Linked DNA regions of Mus musculus: region 1 is linked to region 2. The links are chromatin contacts, called in public Hi-C maps. All regions are on one chromosome and are shown on one strand. The core of a region is the stretch at or near the end of the contact, and the rest is flanking DNA. Distances in the headings are between cores, read along the strand shown.

Region 1 (3,571 bases), core at 559-3,058, 62 kb after region 2:
TAGAACCTGAAATTCCATAGCTGTCCAATGCCCTGGCCCCAAAATGGCTGAAAAAATTTAAACTGCTGGTTTATTTTCTCCTCTCTTAAAATTACTGTTGTTGTTGTTTTTTTTTTTTTAATTTAATTTTCCTACTTAACGTTTTCCCAGCAAAGCCGTTGAACTTTTTTTTTTTTTCAGACTTAACCACAGGATGAATTTCTCTGCATTAATGAGCAAAAATGAGCTGACAAGATGAGGCACATCCAAATGGAAAATAAATAAATAAATAAATAAATGGCCTAACCATACCATAGGAATGCACCGGATGGATGGATGGATGGATGGATGGATGATGTCCCCAACGCCATACTGTGTTTCACTTGGCTTCACACATGATGGTTACTGTCTCCTATCTAAGGCCTGTGGCAACTTCTAATTCCCCCTGAAAAACGTCTTTGGAAAACCAACTTCTGATGACATTTCTGAGTCTCTGGATTGTCTCTCCTAAGGAATCTAGCTAAAGCATGATCACTTAGGACAGAAACTGAACACAAAAGGATTCCCTGAAGGCACGGTGATAAAAAGGAGAAATAGAGTTGGCTGTTTACTCCAGTGCAATGATAAACTCTGCGAAGCTTAGGTACTTCTAGCTCAGCTTCTGACTTGTGTAGTCACAGACATCTGGCCCCCAGGCCTGTTGGATGGATGGAAGGTCACATTGCATGTCACTATGTAGGACCCACCCCCAAGCCTGGGGAGAGCAGCTTCCTTGCAGTTGTTCATTTTCCCCATGTAAGGAAAGTCGTCTTTTAAAAACCATGTGTGGTGTAGCATTTTCTATTAAAGAAAGGAAGGAAAGATGGAGGGAAAGAGGGAGATAGAGGAAAAGAAGAGAGCACAAGAGAGGAAAGAAATGAAGGAGGAAGGGAGGGAGGGAAGGAGCGAGGAAGGAAGAAGGGAAAAGAAGGAAGAAAAGGAAAAAAGGAGAGAAGAAAGAAAGGAAGTAGGATGGAAGGACAGAGGAGGGAGAGAAGGAAGAGAAAGAAGGGAAGGAAGTAAAGAAGAAAAGAAGGAAGGAAGGGAATAAAGGAGAGAGAGGGGAAGAAAAGAAGGAAGGAAGGGAGTAAAGGAGAGAGAGAGAGCCAACCCAGGGCTTAATTTTCTGCCTTTGCGTCTGCCCAGCTTCACTCCAGTTGGTTCTCATTTGTGGCAATGTGTACTTTGGAAGCAGAGCTCTCTGCCTGCCTTCCCGTTAACTCCCACCACCTGGGATATGTTATTTTGACAGGGGCAGGGATTCTGATGCTCCCACTCTGCACTGTAAAAACAGACTGTAAAAGAGGTCATCTTTTGGGGGGAGGGGCTGGAGGGGTTGTCTTGCCTGAGCCCTCCTGTAGGACTGTACTGGGAATGCAAAGCCTGGGATCCAGATCCACATACCCATCCAAGAATTGCAAACCCCAGACTCATTTGGGTGGGGTGATGGCTCTCTGAAGCTGTCTCCTCTGTTTGCATCACTTAGGGGGTGAGTCTAATCAAGATGGGCTGTGTGAGTTCAAAACAGCTGGAAAGCATTACAGGTCAAAAGTTGAAATCAAGTTAAGAACAATCGGAATGTGCAAGCCTGTTGTTTCTAATCTCTGCTTCTTCCTCCAATCCGTTCAGTTCTCCTCCTGGAATGGAATGTTTTGGTCAAGGCTGGTGTTGACTTGTGGGCCAGTGAAGGTGTAGTCATGAAGCCAGCATTGAAGAAGTCAACAGGAGGACAGCTTATATTTGCTAGGAAAACAAAGAAGGGGCAGACTCCAGGTGAAACTAGAAAGAAGGCACATATAAGAGACAGAGATATTAATGCTGGAAAGATTACTGCAAACTGTCCAAACCCCTTCCCTACCTACAACTGTGAGAAACAGAACCAGAGACATGCACGTCCATCTCAAAATCACACAGCATTTAATGGCTAAACCTCATGAGAGCTTAGCATAGGTGGGGGACTGCCATGACTTAATACAAAGAGATGAGATTTTCCTAGTCTATTGACCTTTGGCTGATAGAGCTTCTTCTGTTCTTCAGTCACTGGTCCACATCTCCTCTTTGCCACTACCCTCTTGGTGTAGTCTCCTTTCCCACTTTTGAGTCTGGGTTCTTGCTGTCCTTGTGTTATTCTTTTTTTTTTTAATTTTTAATGATTTTTTTTTTGCAAATTTCACATCATGTACCCCAATCTCACTCATCTTCCCATTCCTTTGTACCCACCCAAAATAAGATACAAAGAAAAATCTCATGGAAGCTACAGTGTGTCACAGTATGTCCCACACTACACCCTTTTGTTCATACACCTTTATTTGCAAATGTTCATTTCAATAAATCATTTTTCTATCTATTTAGAGGCCTCTAGCTTGTGCTACACTATCAATACTCTATCCTCATGGGGACTCTTTTCAGATACTCTGCTGATGTCCTATGTCATAAAGATCTTGCAGCTTTGGATCTGCAGGACCAGTCCTTTCCCCCATCCCAGCAGATCATAGATAGCGTAGATGTTGAGGTGGGTCAACTTGAAGCTCTGGATCTGGGCCTGGGAGGTAGCTGAATTTGCCAACTCACCAGTTCTCCTGTACCACTACCACCAGAACAATTTCTCTAGTGCTGCCCAGGCTAGCTCACCCAGTGCCACAGAAGGCAAGGGGCAGAGTCCACTCTCCAGCTCTCATGTCCTCAAGGCCAGCTCATGTGTGCTTTGTGAAGGAGGGCATCTCTTCCTCACCTACCCCACCCCATCCCATGGCAGACCAGGGGCAAGGCCAACTCTCCTGCACTCTTGCCCACAGGGACTACTTTCCTGAACCCCACCACCAGGATCAGCTCTACTGGGCTGCCGAGGTGAGGGTACAGGGCCTGTTCTCACTCTACTGAGTGCTGGAATGCATGAGCCACAAGGCCAGCTTTGATCCTCTCATGATTTTGGTGCCAGCTCACCTGCCTGGCACAGGCTGTACAAGGATGGTGGGAAGGAGGGCATCTCTCCCTCACCCGAGCCACGCCACTGAAAGATGGCAGACTAGGGGCAGGGCCAGCTCTCCAGTACTCACACTCTCAGGCTAGCTTACCTGCTCCCCTGCTGTCATGGGCAGCTCTATTATCCTACCCAGGCAAGGGGTAAAGCCAACTCAGCACGGTGCCTCATGCAGCAGTCTGGACTAGGGACATCTGCATGGCTTTTGGTGGTAACACAGGCCTGGGACGTCAACATAGATCACAACTGCTGTAGGGTCACAAACCTAGACATAGTCCCCGGCAGCAACATGAGCCCAGATGTCCCTATGACCTAGGGCGACAGTACAGGTCACTCAGATGAGCATGTCCCCCATGACAGCACCACCTTCAGATATTCACATGGTTTCTGGTGGCATCTGCTTGGCCTTTGGTGATAACTCTGTCCACAGATATCAACACAGACCCTACCTGCAGCAGGACCCTTGGTGGCAGGCCAGGCCAGGATCTCACCATGACCTCCTCCTCATCGCTGCCTATTACTCTTGCTGCTGCTGGTCACTGGGGGAGGGGAGGACTTGGATCTTCCTTGTGC
Region 2 (4,051 bases), core at 1,408-3,907:
TATTCCAGCCTCGGTGCCCCTGGTGGTCTGCCTTCTCCATCTGGACTCTCATCTCCTATTCTTCATTTCAACTGTCTCCAAAATCTAAAACCTCTCCTAAACTTTCCCCCAATTCTTTGGACTTGATGGACAGACAAAATCACTTTCAGCTGTGATGAAACTACATCATATTACGAGAGTCTCTAGCTACCATTCACTTAACAAATATTTTGTGTATGTGCTTTTGTGTGACCAGATGAGCATGTTGGCCAGGCTGCATGCACATATTTGTGCATATGGAAGTTAGAAGACAAATTCAACTCTTGTTATTCTTGAGTTTTTTGTTTTTTTTTTTTAAGACAAAGTCTCTCACTGGCCTGGAACTGACCATGTAGCTAGGCTGACTAGTGAACTAGCTCTAGGGACCCATCTATCTCTGGCACCCCTGCACTGGGGTTACAAGTGCAGGCCACCACTTCCAGATTTTTTTTTCCATGTGGGTGCTGAGGGATCAAACTCAGGACTGGCAAGACAAGGACTTTTCTTGACTGACTTGTCTACTGGGCTACCATTCAAGAAATAGTCACCCATCATATACCAGATACCAGGCTCTGTGTCAAGTCTCAGAGATGCAGCAGTGACCATGGAGTGACATTCTGTCATGGAGTGTGGAATGCCTGATCCTGGAGTTAGGTTAAAATGAGGTTCTTACAGGTTATTGCTTGTGCATCTAGCAAAGAACACTGTACCTCCATCTTTGTTTCTCCAGGACATGACAGAGTACCCAGTGCTGAGTAGATACCCCAGCATCATCTTTATGTCTGATTGAAGAGAGTATGAATAATTATAAGGAAACCAGAAAACCTGGCTCTGCCACAAATAACCTGTGTGATTTTAGACGAAAGCCAATTCCCATTCCAAAACATGACATTCTTACTGAAATATGAGCCAGCGAGCATACACTTATACATCAAACCTACTGCAATATCCACACTGTATTTTTCATGGGCGCAGGCTGGGAAAGAAGCAAAGCTCTGGGAAGGTACTAGATGAGGCTGGATTTGGCTTTAAAGTTACCAGAAAAGCCCCCAGATCTCAGCCAGATTCATCTGATCCTAAAAACAGGCCCACTGGCAAAGTAATAGCCCATCTTCGGATCAATCCCATCGATCGAACTTCATAACAAAGCCACTTCCCGAAAGACCACAGCTTAGTGGTGATGGCTGGGGTTTCTTGCTATCCTGTGTGGCTGTATCTCTTTTCTTCTGCAGTAATGAGGGAACAGGGGTGGGAGGGGATTTGAGGCGTGTCTCGGTTATGAATGTTTGACGTGCTTTGTGTTTATGGTATGAGAGTGACCTTTCTTCTTGCCCCAAAATAATTCTGCACTAGTGTGAGTGGAAACCACCCCATCCACCCCTTGCACCCCTCTTCCAGATGCACACTATTTGTTGTATGAACTAGACAAGACCAGGGCATCACAATGGTTCTTGTGAACAGAATGGAGCATGCCTTTAGAGAGAGGGAGGCTTTTCATACAGAAATGTCTGTGTATTATACCTCTTCTTGACAAACAAGAAGAGGAATTGAAATGTTTTTTTCCTCTAACCTACCATGTTTTAATATGTAAATTCAGAGTATCCCTTGAAAACAACGTCAATCCCAACTTACTAGAGAAAAGAGAGAAAATGTCGGCAAGACACGGACTGACTGAACTTTGCAGAATGGAACCAGCCAGTGACCCATCTGATACCGATCCATCTTCTCTGTAAAAACTCAGCAACCTCCTTATCATGCCCTTGCTAACCTCCAGGGTAGCTGCAAGGCATGTCTACACAGTCTCTATAACAGGCACGGAGACTCACCTTAATTCTCAGCGGCACAATAAAAATAAGGCTGGATCCTCCAAGGATAACCACAGAAAAGTGGAAAAACATGTCAATGCTAAAAATCCTGTCATCTCACTTGGAAAATGTGCCTTGCTCTGTGGAGATAGCCGTAACCCCACTCTAGCACTGGGCTTGTTACTATGATGTAAGCACTGTTTGGATTATAGCTTCCAGGACCACCCAGCTGACTCTCTGTCTTTTCAGATGACCATAGAAGACCAGGCATTGGTGTTGCACACCTGTATCACCATCACATAGGAGATGGAGAGGCCAAGAAAGGAAATCAGGGATTCAAGGACATCCTTGGCTACATAGCAAGTTCCAGGCCAATCTGGTTACAGTAGAACCCATCCCAAAGAATAAAAAGCAAACCCCCAAAAGATGGTAAGGGATTTCAGAAAAGAACAAGATGTGTGCTCTTACCTTGTATTCTGTCAAATGGTCTCTTAGCTGAAGATCATTTTCTCTCTGAAGTCCATTTAGGGAGTTTATATACTGCCAATATTCCCTCCCAGTGAGCTCCATTCCATTGCTTCTTCCAGTAGGTAAGTGGGTGGTAGAATCACATTGCACTTTGAGGTTCACAACAGTGTCTAGGAAAGATAAGATGGGAGAGAGGTACTTAGGGCTCAGGTGAGTTGTAGCACGAGTATAAGGATTGATAACACCAATTTGGAGGTCATCTGAAGCCACAGATCTCGCTGAACACACAAACACACACACACACACACACACACACACACACCAGCAGTACCAGCAGCACCAGCAGCACCAGCAGCAGCAGCTTCTCAGGCCCTGTCTCAGAGCCCGAGTTTTAATTTGAAGTGTGGTGTCTGACCCAACTGAAATGGAATCCAGGGAAGGTCGAATCCTATTAAGTCACCAGACCATAAAGCAGAAAGGTATAAAGTTGACAAATGGCTTCTCCCAGGGGCAGCAGCTGTGAGATACTCAGGAAAGCAGGACTCTGACCCAAGAACTGGCCAGCAGACGGTCCCGCATTCTTCCCCTGGGAGCTGCCACCCACTCTCTTCCCTGCAAAAAAAGGGTATGTGTGTTTAACAAGCTACTATTTAACCTGTTTATCTGTATTTTTCTTTTACAACCCCAATCGGATCTAGGTGTGTCCCAATGCTGGCCTAGGTCTCTGAATAATGACTGAACAGGTATTCCCTATATAAGGATTTCTAATGGTTATACATACACCAATTTAACCCTTGACACGTCCTAGCATCTTTTACTTATTTTCCTAGATAGGCCTGGAGGTTGTTAATGATATCAGTTAGGTGTCTTTGAAAGGAGATCTCTTAAATACAGTTAAGTATACTTGTGCTATGTTTTTAGGTTCTATCAGTCAGAGTGATTATTTCCAGGAAGATAAGTAGAAAAACATCAAAACCTATATATTTTTTTCTCACTGAATCTTCAAGGCATCTTCCTTGTAGCCACATCAGACCAGTATTGTAATCCCTGTTATAAAATAAAAAATTGTTCATCACACATAGTTATTCATCCAAGGTCAATAGTAGCAGCTCAAGTTGGGACACACAGTTCGGTCTTGCTGATTTAAGACTGCTTTCGTCTGCCTATGACGTGCTTTTCTTTCACATCTCCAAGCCCCTGCTCTATCCCAGGCTGCTTCTCTGAGCTCTGCGAAGCTGCATCCATCATCCCTCTAGAGCTTTCCTTGTTCTCACTGTGGAATAATAATCCATCCCATTCCAAGCCATCACAATGGAGTTTACAACTTTTCAAACCACGCTGAGAAGGCTGTAGGAAAAGCTGGACAAATCCTTTATCCCAGGCTTCAATATTTGGCTGCAATCCTTGCCCTTTTAGCCTAGAGGGGTCTTACTTGTGGCTCTACTGAAAATCACTGCTCTCCACTATTACCTGCACTCCCCAGAGCTCCTTAAATTGAGAATTTTGAATAAAAGCTATGATTTTAGTGCAATATTCAAGGCTTTAGCATTTGTCTAGAATATTTGTTCTTCCTGCCCAAAAGTCCCTTAGTCTTTACTTCACTGCAAAAACTGTCCCCAACTATTACTGGCTTACCCCAATTCCTTGAGGTGACCCCCAGTTCTCATATCAGATCCCTGAGTCAGATAAGCTATCTGGAAACACTTATTCTGCAGCAATACAAATAAAATATTTTCATACTTATGTTTAATATTTTTTAA

Evidence for each region. A called contact is a pair of places that touch in the nucleus more often than the background predicts.
Region 1: a contact with region 2 is called in a Hi-C map of nephron progenitors, with 2.6 times the contacts expected there. The contact joins the enhancer-like site here to the promoter of 1600027J07Rik in region 2. A contact is called at or near these places in 1 of 39 promoter capture datasets (the 3T3-L1 cell line) and 11 of 484 Hi-C or Micro-C datasets (the 3T3-L1 cell line, 3T3-L1-derived adipocytes, the C2C12 cell line and 5 more).

The regions. Positions count from the first base shown.
Region 1 is chr8:103,407,928-103,411,498 of GRCm38.p6, forward strand. No RefSeq gene overlaps it. Among named protein-coding and RNA genes, the nearest start is that of 1600027J07Rik, 62 kb to the left of the region's middle. Within about 2 kb of position 1,809, at least 54 of the 459 cell types and tissues checked have an H3K27ac peak or open chromatin away from gene starts, as enhancers often do. A contact at or near this core is called in adipose-derived mesenchymal stem cells, nephron progenitors and uterus, where this site is marked.
Region 2 is chr8:103,344,877-103,348,927 of GRCm38.p6, forward strand. 1600027J07Rik (RIKEN cDNA 1600027J07 gene) reads right to left here and starts at 2,658. Exons shown (of 3, transcript NR_036588.1): 1 at 2,623-2,658; 2 at 2,292-2,461.